3 separate regions of the Zea mays genome follow, and all the other regions are linked to region 2. Evidence: chromatin contacts called from public Hi-C data. All regions are on one chromosome and are shown on one strand. Each heading gives the region's core, a stretch centred on a gene start, on an enhancer-like site or on the middle of the called end of the contact. The rest is flanking DNA. Distances are from core to core; before and after follow the strand shown. Region 1 holds the start of LOC100304322. Region 2 holds the start of LOC100279825 (DNA-directed RNA polymerase I subunit 1). Region 3 overlaps LOC103634617 (vacuolar-sorting receptor 1).

The links. Hi-C and Micro-C count contacts between places; a contact is called where the count stands out from the background.
Region 1: a contact with region 2 is called in a Hi-C map of tassel, with 3 times the contacts expected there. The contact joins the promoter of LOC100304322 here to the promoter of LOC100279825 in region 2. A contact is called at or near these places in 2 of 25 Hi-C or Micro-C datasets (ear and tassel).
Region 3: a Hi-C map of tassel shows a contact between it and region 2, with 7 times the contacts expected there. The contact joins the enhancer-like site here to the promoter of LOC100279825 in region 2. A contact is called at or near these places in 15 of 25 Hi-C or Micro-C datasets (bundle sheath, ear, endosperm and 5 more).

The regions. Positions count from the first base shown.
Region 1 is chr1:56,186,695-56,190,909 of Zm-B73-REFERENCE-NAM-5.0, reverse strand. LOC100304322 reads right to left here and starts at 1,914. Exons shown (of 3, transcript NM_001361410.1): 1 at 1,721-1,914; 2 at 1-1,639. The coding sequence starts at 1,454.
Region 2 is chr1:55,848,043-55,852,310 of Zm-B73-REFERENCE-NAM-5.0, reverse strand. It overlaps LOC100279825 (DNA-directed RNA polymerase I subunit 1), which reads left to right and starts at 1,538. Exons shown (of 21, transcript XM_008657145.3): 1 at 1,538-2,208. The coding sequence starts at 2,185.
Region 3 is chr1:56,143,221-56,147,398 of Zm-B73-REFERENCE-NAM-5.0, reverse strand. LOC103634617 (vacuolar-sorting receptor 1) reads right to left here. Exons shown (of 12, transcript XM_020546368.3): 8 at 4,018-4,100; 9 at 3,867-3,933; 10 at 2,996-3,127; 11 at 2,166-2,275; 12 at 1,524-2,018. The coding sequence ends at 1,914. Among protein-coding and RNA genes, the nearest start is that of LOC103634617, 18 kb to the right of the region's middle. Within about 2 kb of position 1,903, at least 11 of the 20 cell types and tissues checked have an H3K27ac peak or open chromatin away from gene starts, as enhancers often do. A contact at or near this core is called in ear, endosperm, seedling and 1 more, where this site is marked.

The sequences.
Region 1 (4,215 bases), core at 665-3,164, 340 kb before region 2:
GATGCGAGGGCAGAGCAATTGCCAATCTGAGCTGGGATGTTGCCAGTCAGGAAGTTCTTCCCCAGCCTCAACTCCTTCAATGACTCCCCTCCTTTTGAAGCTGGAATGCACCCATTTAGCCGGTTGGCAGTAAAATCAAGAACCTCCAGTGACTTCATCTCCAAAATGCTGGCCGGAATACTTCCATACATTGAGTTCCATGACATGTTCAATGACTGCAAGTTCTGCAGCTTCGAGATTTCCGATGGTATAACTCCAGAGAAGGCATTGTTTGACAAGTCCACTCCTTGAAGCACTGAAGAAGCATTTGCAGGCACTTTTAGGTCCCCGCTCAATGTGTTCTGCGACACCGACACCCATTGCACACTGGAACTGAGAACCCAGGTAGGCAGTGCACCCGTAAGAGAATTCCAGCTGACATCAACATGCATCAGGCTCTTGCATCCACCAATTGATTCAGGTAAGGCTCCGGTGAACCCATTCCCTGACAACCTCAGCTCCCTCAGTGACATCAACTCACCAATAGACCCAGGGATCTCGCCAGACAACCTGTTCCCCGACAAATCCAGCATTTCCAGGCTTGTCATTTCTCCAAACCATGTCGGGACACTCCCAGTGAACTCATTTGAGCTCAAATCAAGGTATGTGCAGGTGGAGAGCCTCCTCAGGGACTCAGGTAAGTTGCCGGACAGCGAGTTGGACCCAAGATCCACTGACCTGAGCAGCGGGCAGTCCCCAATGTCGTCCGGGAGGCTACCAGTGAGACGGTTGCCTCGCAGATTAAGCTCCCGAAGGTTAAACATCCTGCTGACACCGATCGGGAGGTCGCCGGTGACGGCATTGCCCGAGATGTCCAGCGTGCGCAGCGCGTTGAGGGACCAAATGTCGCTGGGCAGCGCGCCGTCCAGGCGGTTGGAGGAGAGGTTGAGCGACGCGAGCGTGGCGCACGCGGCGACGTCCCGCGGGATGCCGCCGGAGAAGGCGTTGTTGGCGAGCGAGACGTCGCGGAGGGAGCGGCACCGGCCGAAGAGCCCCTCCGGGACGGCGCCGGCGAATGCGTTGGCGCTGAGGTCCAGCGTCTGGAGCGCCGGGAGGCGGGCGAGGTCGGCGGGGACGTCGCCGGAGAGGTTGTTGCGGGCGAGGGAGAGCGACTGGAGCGCCTCGAGGCGGAGGAGGCCCCGGCCGAGCTTGCCGGAGAGGCCGAAGCCGGCGAGGGAGAGCGCGGAGACGCGGCCGGTGCGCGCGTCGCAGGTGACGCCGTCCCAGGCGCAGGGCCGCTCGTCGTCCTCGCTCCACGTCGCGAGGCGGCCGTCGGGGTCCGACACGTCGGCCTTGAACACGATCAGCCCCAGCACGTCGTCGCCCAGCCCCGCCCCCGCCACGCCGCCCTTGGCCTCCGCCGCCGCCGCGAGGGCGGCGAGGTGGGCGAGAACGAGCAGCGCGAGAGGCCGCATTGCTCGGCGAGACTTGGGCGAAGGACAAGGAGGCGGCGGCGCAATTAAACGCTCAGGGCTGATGCAGGAAGACGAACGAACCGGTGGGATGAACGGATGAGACTCCGCGGGTTTGGGCTCACTTAAATCTGTGCGTGACGACCTCGAAGCTTCAAATGGTTCTCTCTCTTCCTTCCTGCGTAGTACTGAAGATACAAATGTGAGTGTACTGAGCTCTAGATATGGGCTCCAGGAACAACCTTGTGGTAGCAGATGTGGGTGAGTACCTGCCGAGCCAGGATGCACCCGTCTACGTCGCTGCCGCCGGTGCCGACTCGCCGGAAAACTTCATTGAAGAATGCAGGCAGGGAGAGGGGAGGAGGGGCGAGAGTGGGAGCCGGGAGGGACCGAGGGAGGCAGGGAGCAACGGAGAGTGGGCTGAGGCTGGACCGCTGCGAGGGAGAAAGAGCGAGGAGTGGAAGGGAGAAACAAAAAATAAAGATGTTCCAGGGTAGGGCCAGAGCTGATCGGACGGTGACGAACAGGTTCACCGCACGACCGAGGGATGGGATGGGATGGGATGGGCCGCGAGGGATGGTTGGTGGCTCCGGGATGGGCCATTGGGCCGTGTGCATGGACCGGGGCCGAGGGAGTGCCCCGTGCCGTGCGTTGGGTTCCTCCTCGAAACTCGCGTGGGGCCGCGTGGTTCGAGGCCGCAGAGCGCACGGGACCGGTCCGGGCCGGGCGAGTCAGCGAGTAGAAGTAGGACCGGGCGACCGGCGCGGCTAGACTCGTCGGTGCTTTTGAGGCAGGTGCGCCTGCGCGCCCATGCGCTGCGTCGGGTTTGCGAGTCTTCCTTCTTCCATGGCCGCAGGATCAGGACAATAGAGGCGACTATTTTTTTCTACGAATACAGAACCGATTAATTTACGACGATGCTAAAACTACCTAGAATTTTTAAAGTGTCTCTTATGACAGTCCATTTACTTGAAACACAAAAGGGTTTGTAATAATACTATAATAATTGACGATTCAATATATTTTGGGGTGGGCAAAAAACACCAAACACCAAAAACCATACCGAACCAAACACCATACACCAAAATTTACGGTTTATTCGGTTTTTGTATTTGGTGCGGTATGGATTTTAGCTCTATTTGGTATTTGGTATGGTTTTCAATATTTAGACACCAAAAATACCAAAATACCGAAACGTAGCAAAACAACGTCTTAAACCTTAGACTCATATCATTATAATTTTTAAGAACTAGTATGTGTTAGTTGCTCTTATTCAACACTAATTTGTTTATGCAATTTTATTAAGTACTAGTTGATGAATTATCAGTATGTTCTTTATGTGATTTTACGTTTGCAGTTTCAAACTGCTAGTTGTTTGATGATTGTAAAAATACCAAACACCGAACTGAACATCAAATTCTGCGGTTTTTTTTTCATTTGTGAACAAAAAGTTTGGTTTTCATTTTCCAAGCACCAAACTTTTTTGACACCAGATAAAGCGCACCGAATAAACCAATAGAACGGAATGCCCGTCCCTGTTATTTCTGGAACGAGGCAGAACAAAGTGGTTAGCGTGACCACAAAGCTTTGGCTTTGGCTTTGGCTTTGAATGACTGGTGCAGTGCAGACCATGCTATTTGCAAGCGCACTCCCAGATTTTACTATACTCCACTCCACTCCACATTAGTCACGGGAACTAGTCTCTTTTAAAAGTTGAAAGAACTGTGCATGCACGGGTTTGCACGATGAACACGTACCGGCGTACACCGCTGGCCTTATTTAGATAAAGAGGGATTAAAGTGGATTGAAGTGTATTTTAAGGATTGAAAGGAAATTTAGTTCATATTACATTTCAATACATCATATACCACCTTAATCCACTTCAATGTCTCTTTTTCTAAACAACGTCTGAACTGGGCGCGCCAGCCGTTCATACACCGGCGCTGCTGCACGCTACCGCCGTCGCTGGCCGAATGAAAAAGCCCGCAACGCAGAGCTCGAGCACCGCGCACGGCAACCACTTGATGGTTGATGGCTGGCTGCCCCGTCCAACTCCAACCGCGCGGCGCGCGGGAAGGGAATTGATGGCCGCTGCGCCGCCTGTCCCGGCGCGCTGCTGCCCCCGCAGGACAGGGGGGCATCACATCAGGGGCGTTTTGATTGCTGCCATCAATACGCATTCATTGCGCCCCGCCGTGCATGCGTGGACGGGGCCCCGCCGTCGTCCTCGTTCCCTCCGCATCCACCGCGTCCGCAGCGGCAGCGAGGAGCAGTCAGTCTGTGACGGTGACGGTGACGGCGACGAGCGGGTCGGACAACAAAGCAGGCAGGCAGGCAGGCAGGAAGCTGTTGCCTGGGAGAATGGGACCGCCTGGCCTGTGGTGTGACTGGTACGTCCTGCCCTACGATGCGAGTACGAGAGAGCCTATGAATGGGGAGGTGGCCATGAACGGTCGAATCTCACTTTTCATCGACCGTCAGGTAGAGGTAGTGGGCTAGTGGCCATGGATTTGTACTTGCCCGGAATTCATGTGGCCCAAGGGGAGTGAATTTATCGTTGTCACTCACACAAAGAAGTTTTCTTCTTCAAACTGGAGCAGGATTGCACTTGGACGGACCTTCATGGCTCGTAAAATGATGTCTCTCTGATCTATCGTGAGCCATTATACACTACAGTATCCGCTTGATATCCGGTGGCTGCCTATAACTTATATATCGAATAAGAGACGACCATAATCCACGAGAATATTAATGGATCTTTAGC
Region 2 (4,268 bases), core at 289-2,788:
TACTGTCGGTCCGAGAGTGGACGGGGTGTTACATGTTCGTGGGTGCACCGGACAATCCGGTGCACATCAGGCACTCTAGCCTGCAACAGTAACATGATCATCTAATTGGTTACCTTCCTTTTCAGGTCGGCACCAGACTGTCCGGTGACTCTCTCGACCGTTGTCGTACTAACGTGGCCGACGACTATTACGGTGTCGATCGTTGGCGCGGGCGAAGAGCCGTTGGCTGCCTGACCCACTAGACATGTCCGGTGCACATCAGATTGTCCGGTGAATTTTAGCCAGCATGCCCGAGCAAAAACCCAAGAGCAGCCAGTTGGGCGAGCTGACCAGGCCAGCACCAGACATGTCTGATGCACACCGGACTGTCTGTGATGCCCAGTTTTCCACAACTTTGGTTCTTTGAGCCAAACTTCTTCACTTCTTTTGACTCTTTTTGTGATGATTCCTAGCACTTAAACAAATATAGTTAGCAACAAAACAATTGACTAAGAGCTAGAATAATACCTTTAACACTTCATTTCATAATGGTTTGCAATATGCTCAAACTAAGTCCAAATGCCACTTTACTTGCACAAAGAAGTTAGTAGCCAAACAAAGGCACAAGAAACATGGACTTCACATCTTCAATTGCTTGATCTAACTCATGCTCATATGAAGAATGTTAGTCCATAGTGGTGTGTTGGTTAGCTAATCACCAAAACAACTTAGAAATGGCCCAAGGGTGCCGGCTTACTATTGGATCTGGAACCCACGAGCTCACCATGTGCCCGCCATTAGGAGTCGCAGGCCACCGAGAGTCACACCGTAGGCCTTGCGGGAGGGGAGCAAGGATGGTTGGGTGGGAGTCCTAATAACGACAAGTGCGGCTGGGTGGGAGGTTGGGAGCTGGATGGGAATCCTGAGTCCTGATGAGTGCAAGTGTGCGGATGGGTGATGAGTGCAAGTGTGCGGATGGGTGAGAGGCTGGGAGCTGGGTGGGAGGGAGTGAACCCCTATTTTCATATATTTTCTAAGATAGGTCCACATATCAGATTCATGGAGCGGGTTTATCGAATATGCAGGTGTGGATACTATTTTTTCTTGCCACTAAAAAAATATCCTCTAGGTCTATTATTATATCCTTATCCCTATCCGCGGATATAAAATTACCCGTATCCGCATCCATTAGGTTTATTATCCGCAAACACACGGATATTTCATGCCAATTGTCATATCTAACTGTATGTTCTACAATGGGGCGCCTGTAAGGACGCCTCATGCTCTAGTTTTGAGTATTATTGTAGAAAAATCATTTCGTATAAGTAAAATAACTCTTATCTTAAAGCCATTAAGCTATAACTATAAACCCTCGGCCCCCCATTGAGCCATAAGTTCATTAACCGTAAACCCTCGGCCCACGTCCGCTGTCTCTTTCGGCGATCTCCCGCTGTCCCGCATGAAACAACACTGCTCCCTCCCCCGGCGGATTGGCCCATCTAAGTACATTAAGCCCATTAGCCCAATAGGTCATATTTCTTTAATACGCTCTCACACTCCCAGCCTGGCATCTTCCCTCTCCACGCCACACGCACGGCTCCATCCTTCTGTCCACGCTCGCGCCGCCAGGGCGCTCGAGCTCGCCGTCGTCATCTCGTCGGGCCGCCGCCTCGCAGCTTCGCCCGCGGCTCTGGTCCGCGCCCCGCCAAGGCCCAGCCCCAAGCTGCCAGCGGCCTCCGGCGTTGCTCGCCGCTCACTGCGCGCCGTCTCGCGCTCTCGCGCCCTCGCCCAGTCCTGCTCTCCCTTCGTCGCTCCGCGGCTCCGCCGGCGTCTGGGCATCCGGCCTTCGGGCTTTGGTGGCGCCCCCCACCGGCCACCGGCCCACCCCAGCGGGCAGCGGCCACTGCAACTCTGCGGCTCTGCCAGGAACAAGGAGGAACAGTGGCGATTCTGCCAGGGACAGGGAGGAGCAGTGGCAGACAACGTCCTTCCTTTTGTTTGGCCCGGGGCTTCGGAATTATCTGGAGCCGCTACTGCCCCCAGCGTTCGGACTCCCGGGTCGCAGGCAGCCACGTCTCGTCCTGGCTCTGGGCTCGCCGCGCTATCGTCTCGGCCATTCGCTCCGACGTCCGTATTCAATAGATTTGCCCTACTCGTGACCACGAGAATCCGGCGAGGAGGGAGACCGCTCGTGCGGAGTCTATAATGGCTGACGGGCAGCATATTCAGGTTGGTGTCTGGTTCCCCCAGCTGTGAACCTCGTGTTTTTGATAACCTCCTGATTGTTCTCCTAGTATGTTGTTGTCTTCTGTTTAGCTGAGTAAGTTTTCGTCCATGATCCACTTGACACTAGCTCTATAATTTAGTGAGCAGTAGCAGGTAGAAAACTTTGTCAAATGAACGTGCTCGGCAATACAAACACCTATTAACTGTCAGGTTGTTAATTCATATGTAACTTGACAATTGACAAATAAACTTTACGTGATGCATTGCTCTGAAGTTATACTCCACACCAGGTGACTGAAATCTTATATCAACAAGTTACCAAAATTTTACCAAAAAATATACTAGAAATTGAGACTGGGTTGGGGATTTGGGGTTAAGGCCATCTCCAGCAGACCGTGTAAACGGTCGTGCAAAGTATTGTTTTGTACTGTAGATTGCACTGTTTACAGAGTGGAGTTTGAAATAGAAATGAGATAAGGAATAGGATAGAGAGTCTGGACATAGTCTATTTACCTGTTCTGGCAGCTGTAGAAGGAGATCCGGGAAGGTGTTCTGGCAGTGAGTGGTGGGTAGGAAGATTTGAGGTGCCGCCTGCCAAAATTGTAGAGGCTGGCCGGTGGGCATGGAGGTGGCAGGTGGACGACGGGGAGGTTTGGGTCACTGGACTTGAAGAACATTTCTGAGCAGTCGGAGAGGACATAGGAAGCATGCACGGAGGAGGAAGGCGCTGGAGCCTGGTGGGAGGTAGTGGAGCGATAGTAGGCGTGGAGCGTCTGCATGTGGTGCACCAGTGTTGTGTTGAATGGTGAGCAGATAAGAAGAGGAAAAGAAGGCACATGATCTGGACCATTAGAGTTGGATTGGGCAAACCAAATTTCAGTCAGCCGTTATGCAGATAGACCCATATGTTCTCCACTGTATATGATGTGTAGGCTTGTAGTGATCTTGTCGTCTTACCCTGTGTTACATTCACATTGCAGTTTGCTTAAATAAACTGTAGAAACTTCAACGAGCAACAAAAGATCTATTCTTAACACTTAAGTGTTTGTTCTGTCCGTTGATATCAAGTCGTCCGACTAATCGTGATTATTCGCGATTAGTCGGGCTAGTCGTTTGTGGTGATGCGACTAGGGAGTCCGACTCGATCAGGTCGACTAATCGTCCGATTAGTCGTCGATTGAACACGATTAGTCGTCCAGTTTGGGTGGGGACGATTAGTTGGTTTTGGCCTGTTTTGGATGTGGACTGGATGGCTGGTAATAAGGCCCATTAGTGTAATACCTTAGGGTTTTAGCTAAATAAGGGCCACTAGTGCTACTGCTTTTCAATTGGATGATGATCTGTTACTTTAGGTCAATAGTAAGTTTGTACTTGCCTACTTGGCATTTATATAGTAACTAGTAAGTCTGCAACTCTGCATCATATGAACTAGTGAGTTAGTGAGTAGTGACTGATGTTCAGTTCATGTTGTGAATCTGAATTCTGAAATGTGAGTCTGTGATAGTTCCAGTATCCATATTTGCTATGTTTGGTAATTGGTATTGCCTCCTATATGCTATATTGCTATATATAATTTAGTTAGTGAGTTAGTGACTGATGTTCATGTTCTGAAATCTGAATTGTCCACCGTCCAGTTTCAGTATTCATATTTTTTATGTTTGGTATTGCCTCCTATATGCTATATATATATATATCAATATATATATATATATCAATATTATATATATACTATATAGGTCCTGTTCCTGTAAATATGCATAAGGGCTGTAGGGACGACCAGGTCGACTAGGACTCGATTAGTCGACCTAATCGTCGTCCTAATCGCGATTAGTCGCCTGGTCGCCCAGGTGTATCGACTAGTTAATTTCATATTTAAGTTCTTTGCAGATTGCTGCTAAACCTCAGGACCTAGTGCTATTAGTTTCAGTTTCCTGTTCGCAGAATGCCACTGCTCTTCCTTTTGTGCTTTACTTCCTTCAAGAAAATGTATTTTCATTGTTTGTATCATTATAATTGAAACTCTTTTAAAGTTATCTGCAAACTACTAGTTTCAGTTTCTGTAG
Region 3 (4,178 bases), core at 654-3,153, 290 kb before region 2:
GCTCCGTTCTAAGTGAGAACTCTGAGATAGTCTTGTGAGCTCGATTCTTGGCCGTGTGTGTGCGCTTTTGCTGTGGATTTGTGTGTGTTGCTTCCCTCCCTTACTCTGTGTTTCATTTGTGATCATATACTTGTAAGGGCAAGAGACTCCAATTTGTGGAGATTCCTTGCAAACGGGATAGTGAAAGGAAAACAAAACACCGTGGTATTCAAGTGGGTCTTTGGACCGCTTGAGAGGGGTTGATTGCAACCCTCGTCCGTTGGGACGCCACAACGTGGAGTAGGCAAGCGTTGGTCTTGGCCGAACCACGGGATAAAACCACTGTGTCACTCTGTGTTTGATTCTCTTGTGGTACTGTGTTTTGTTGAGATTGTTGAGACTTCACCTTAGCCACTTGGCAATAATCGTGCTAACACTTAACAAGTTTTTGTGGCTTAAGTTTGAAGTTTTTACAGGATCACCTATTCACCCCCCCCCCCTCTAGGTGCTCTCAAGGGGGAGGGGGCAGGGGACTGGGAGGGATGAGGCATGATCCAAATAATATTGTACATTAGATTTGAGTAAGAAATGAGTTAAACAGTTGGTTTTGATGATGTGTTAAGTCCGAGTATAATTTGTTTGATGGATTTATTAAAGGTTATAAGTATGAGGATGATTTTGGTTGGGTGAGTTTTGTAAAGTTTAAACTCGTGGATTATATAATATTATTGATATGTCTAGTGGCAACGATGATTTATGATCTTTTATTATATGTTATTTTGATTGAGTATGATAGATATGTTAGTTGAGTGTAAATGTTTTTTAATGGACTATTCGTGTCGGTGTGGGTGAGCATCATGGCATCGCAAATATGTCGTGTTAATCTATCCTTTTTGCATGATTCTTTTCATAGACAGTAGATCTGTTGCATGCCCTTTGGACTTGGATACATTTCTGCGGTCGGACGATCGACCACGGGCACGCGCTCTCGAAAGCCACACCATTCACCAATGTCCCTGTAAAGAAAAGCCAGATCTCACTTGCAGAGTGGTAGAGTGTTGAGCTGCTCCCGATCTAAATTCCACACGGACCAACAGTAGGCAGTAGCAGCTGCGAGCATCTCAAAGAAAGAGGCAGCCGCAGCAGCATCAAAAGCCCAGAAGAAATCGATCGAGCACAGCCTACCTCGAAAGAAGGAAACGACTGCACACCCGGTATCATGCTGCCTGTGCTTTTTTATGAAAAAAATGGCTGCAACACGCGCGCCGCTCGCCCGTCTTTTGTTGGTTCTCTCTCCTTTTGGAGCACCTACGGTATGCTGCAATCCTTCCTTGCATCGCGATGGTTCAGCATGCAGCAGACCAGATGTCCTCCTTTTCATGTCTTCTCACGCGGAGAGCAGGGAGAATCTCACACAGGTGCCATGTTTGCAGTCCACACAGAAACCATGTTTACCGTAATTACACAAATAATTCTGATTGATAGCGTCGGACAGAAGCAGCGAAAGTAATCTGTCATGTATCACATACACATATACACGTAGAGACATGTAAAACCAGTGCTTCAGAGTCAGAACATTGGTATATTGCTTGTAGCCTTGCAGGCTGAAGCTTTTATTCAGGCAACGGTATTTACAGTATTCACATGTATGCGAAGAGGCAGCAAGAACCCGTAAGTTCTAAGAGAAGCTGAAGGAAACGAAGGTCTACTAATGGTGGTATCATCTTCATCCCCCTATGCTATCCAAGTGCCGTGCGTAACAAGAAGTGCACAACGTATCTCTCTTAACACATGGTACAGTTGATGATCTTGATCTCCTCGCACCAACCCGTGTATCTTTGAGCCTAGTTTGACCTATTTGCAAAACCCCATGCCCAATGATGCAGCAGCACAAGTGAAATGCCTCCATGCTGCTCCAGAGAAGGCGTGCCGCTTCAGATATCATTGGCGTGCACGACCTGATGCTGGTTTGCTCCTTCTTGGTTATCCAGAGGCATGTACTGAGCCATGATGGCACGGATCTCCGAATCCATGTAGCTCTGGTGGAATGATGGCGAAGATTTCAGTAACAAATGCATCATATTATTACAGTAGCAACTAGCAAATCAAGTCCTGCATGCGACCACTTGCAAATAAAGATCGAAGGGGAGAGAGGAAACAGAGTAAGCGGGAAGTGTTTTTTTTACCCTCAGCCTGTATTTGTACACGGCGTATGCTCCAACCCCAGCAAAAACAAGTCCAAAGAAAATAACCCAGAGGAAGCTCCAGCCAACAGTAGTGGCAGTTCCCTCTTTGCCTGCACAGCATTTAGAAATGGTATATGAGACTAGTACAATAAAAGATTAAATGATTTACTTGTGCAAAAATATCTTAGAATTTCCATAGGCTTATCTATATACAAGTGTGTCATCTACTGCTTTCGTTTGAGTTCAGACAGTAAAGAAAAGTGAAGTCCAGCACTACGGGGAAAGAACAAAGAACTGATAATTACTGACAGGGCATCTGCTTAGATAGGCCCAAAAATCACATCGATGAAAAACTGTGATGATTATATGCCATTTGATTTAAGCAATCCTAAAAGATAGAGGGTATAATTTAAAACAAAAAAAAACAAAGTCTAACAGGCAAGAATCTATGACACATTGATAAAAACTACTATTCTTGTCGTGTCACTAGTATTAACATAGAACTGCAATGAAACTTCTGTAGACGAAAATAGGTTTACAGTTCATGGAATAAGTAGCTCCGGGTATTACATATTTAAGTCTGTGGAACATCAAACAATTTTCTTTTGAAATAATCAGTTTATTAAGCAACTCGAGCATAATTGTGTTATTCACAAAGTTAAAGATGATTAAAATCAGTTTCTTTTTTTCCATCTTTTAAAAGGAATAAGATCAACCATCTCAAATAAAAGATAGAATTCCGTACTTCTCATCTGAAAAAGATTCTTGCAAGGAAAAAACGAAGAGACAAAATTAGATGTCTATGTAAAAATGCAGGTCCAGCTACTCACTGATGCAAGTGTCATGCTCCCTCATGTATAGCATATTGTCATCACCACAGCTGCACTCGTAGCTTCCCCATGTATTCTTGCAGCTGCAACCCTTGCACTGACAGTAAAGTTTCTCTTTGCATTCATCAATGTCTGCAAATAATAAATAGATTAAAATAGATCAGAACAAAAATAATCTGCATTATTCAAAGGTGAAATTAGAGGACCATCCTTATTAGGTAAATTTTACTCTAAGAACTTCAATGGAAGACTGCTCAGGGTAGAATAGACACAACTGCTGACCATATAATATAACTTTTAGGTCTCAGCTCGGGCAATGAGTATGGTGTTGATCAGAGATGCTTTGAAGTGGCATCCAAAAGAAATACGGTGGGACGACAGCGAGCTAAATTTTCTAGAGTCTGCAAGTGCCAAAAAAAAATGACCCTTTGGGTACGATGCCAGACAATGATTGCCTTTTCTCATAATCTGATTAGCCTCTCCGGCAGTTGGAGATTTCTTACAGCAACAACAATTTATTGTGCACAAGGGAGAGGTCATCAGGGTGGAAAATTTTCTACTGTGGTAGCAAAGAGGCCGGAGGCAACTCCAATCAAGCGATCTTCAAATCACTGTATCAACAGTGGTACTTAGTTTGTGATATGTACTGTTACTTTATTTGGATTTGCTCGTGGTTTCCGTCATAGTTGGTTGAGCTGAACCTTGCATTTTGTTATCTCGGTGTCCCTTGAATTTCCTAAATTTGTTAGGATTTCAGTGCTTAGAATGCAAGGTTTTTTTTGGTCCAATATATACAAATATACAATCAATTTCTGCCCCTTCAAAACAATGTTGAATTCAAGGATGTAAACAACTATTTTCTGAATGATACCTTCACAACTTTTTTCTCCATCACCTTTGAAACCCACTGGACATTTACAACCTTCAGATACTTCATTCTGCAGAATTCCAAATTTAGTTTCAAATATGTAAACAAAATGGAAAGGAAAAAAAGCAAATATCTCAAAACAACATTTACTTACTGAGCAGGCAGAGATTGTCTTCCCATCTTTACTTTCCTGCCAGCACCCTCCATTGTTGATCTCACATCTACCAATACCGGAAGCTGACAATGGCAAATTTCAATCATAGTTGTAGTGTTGCATTCTCAAATATTAACATATAATATCTGATAAGATGGTAT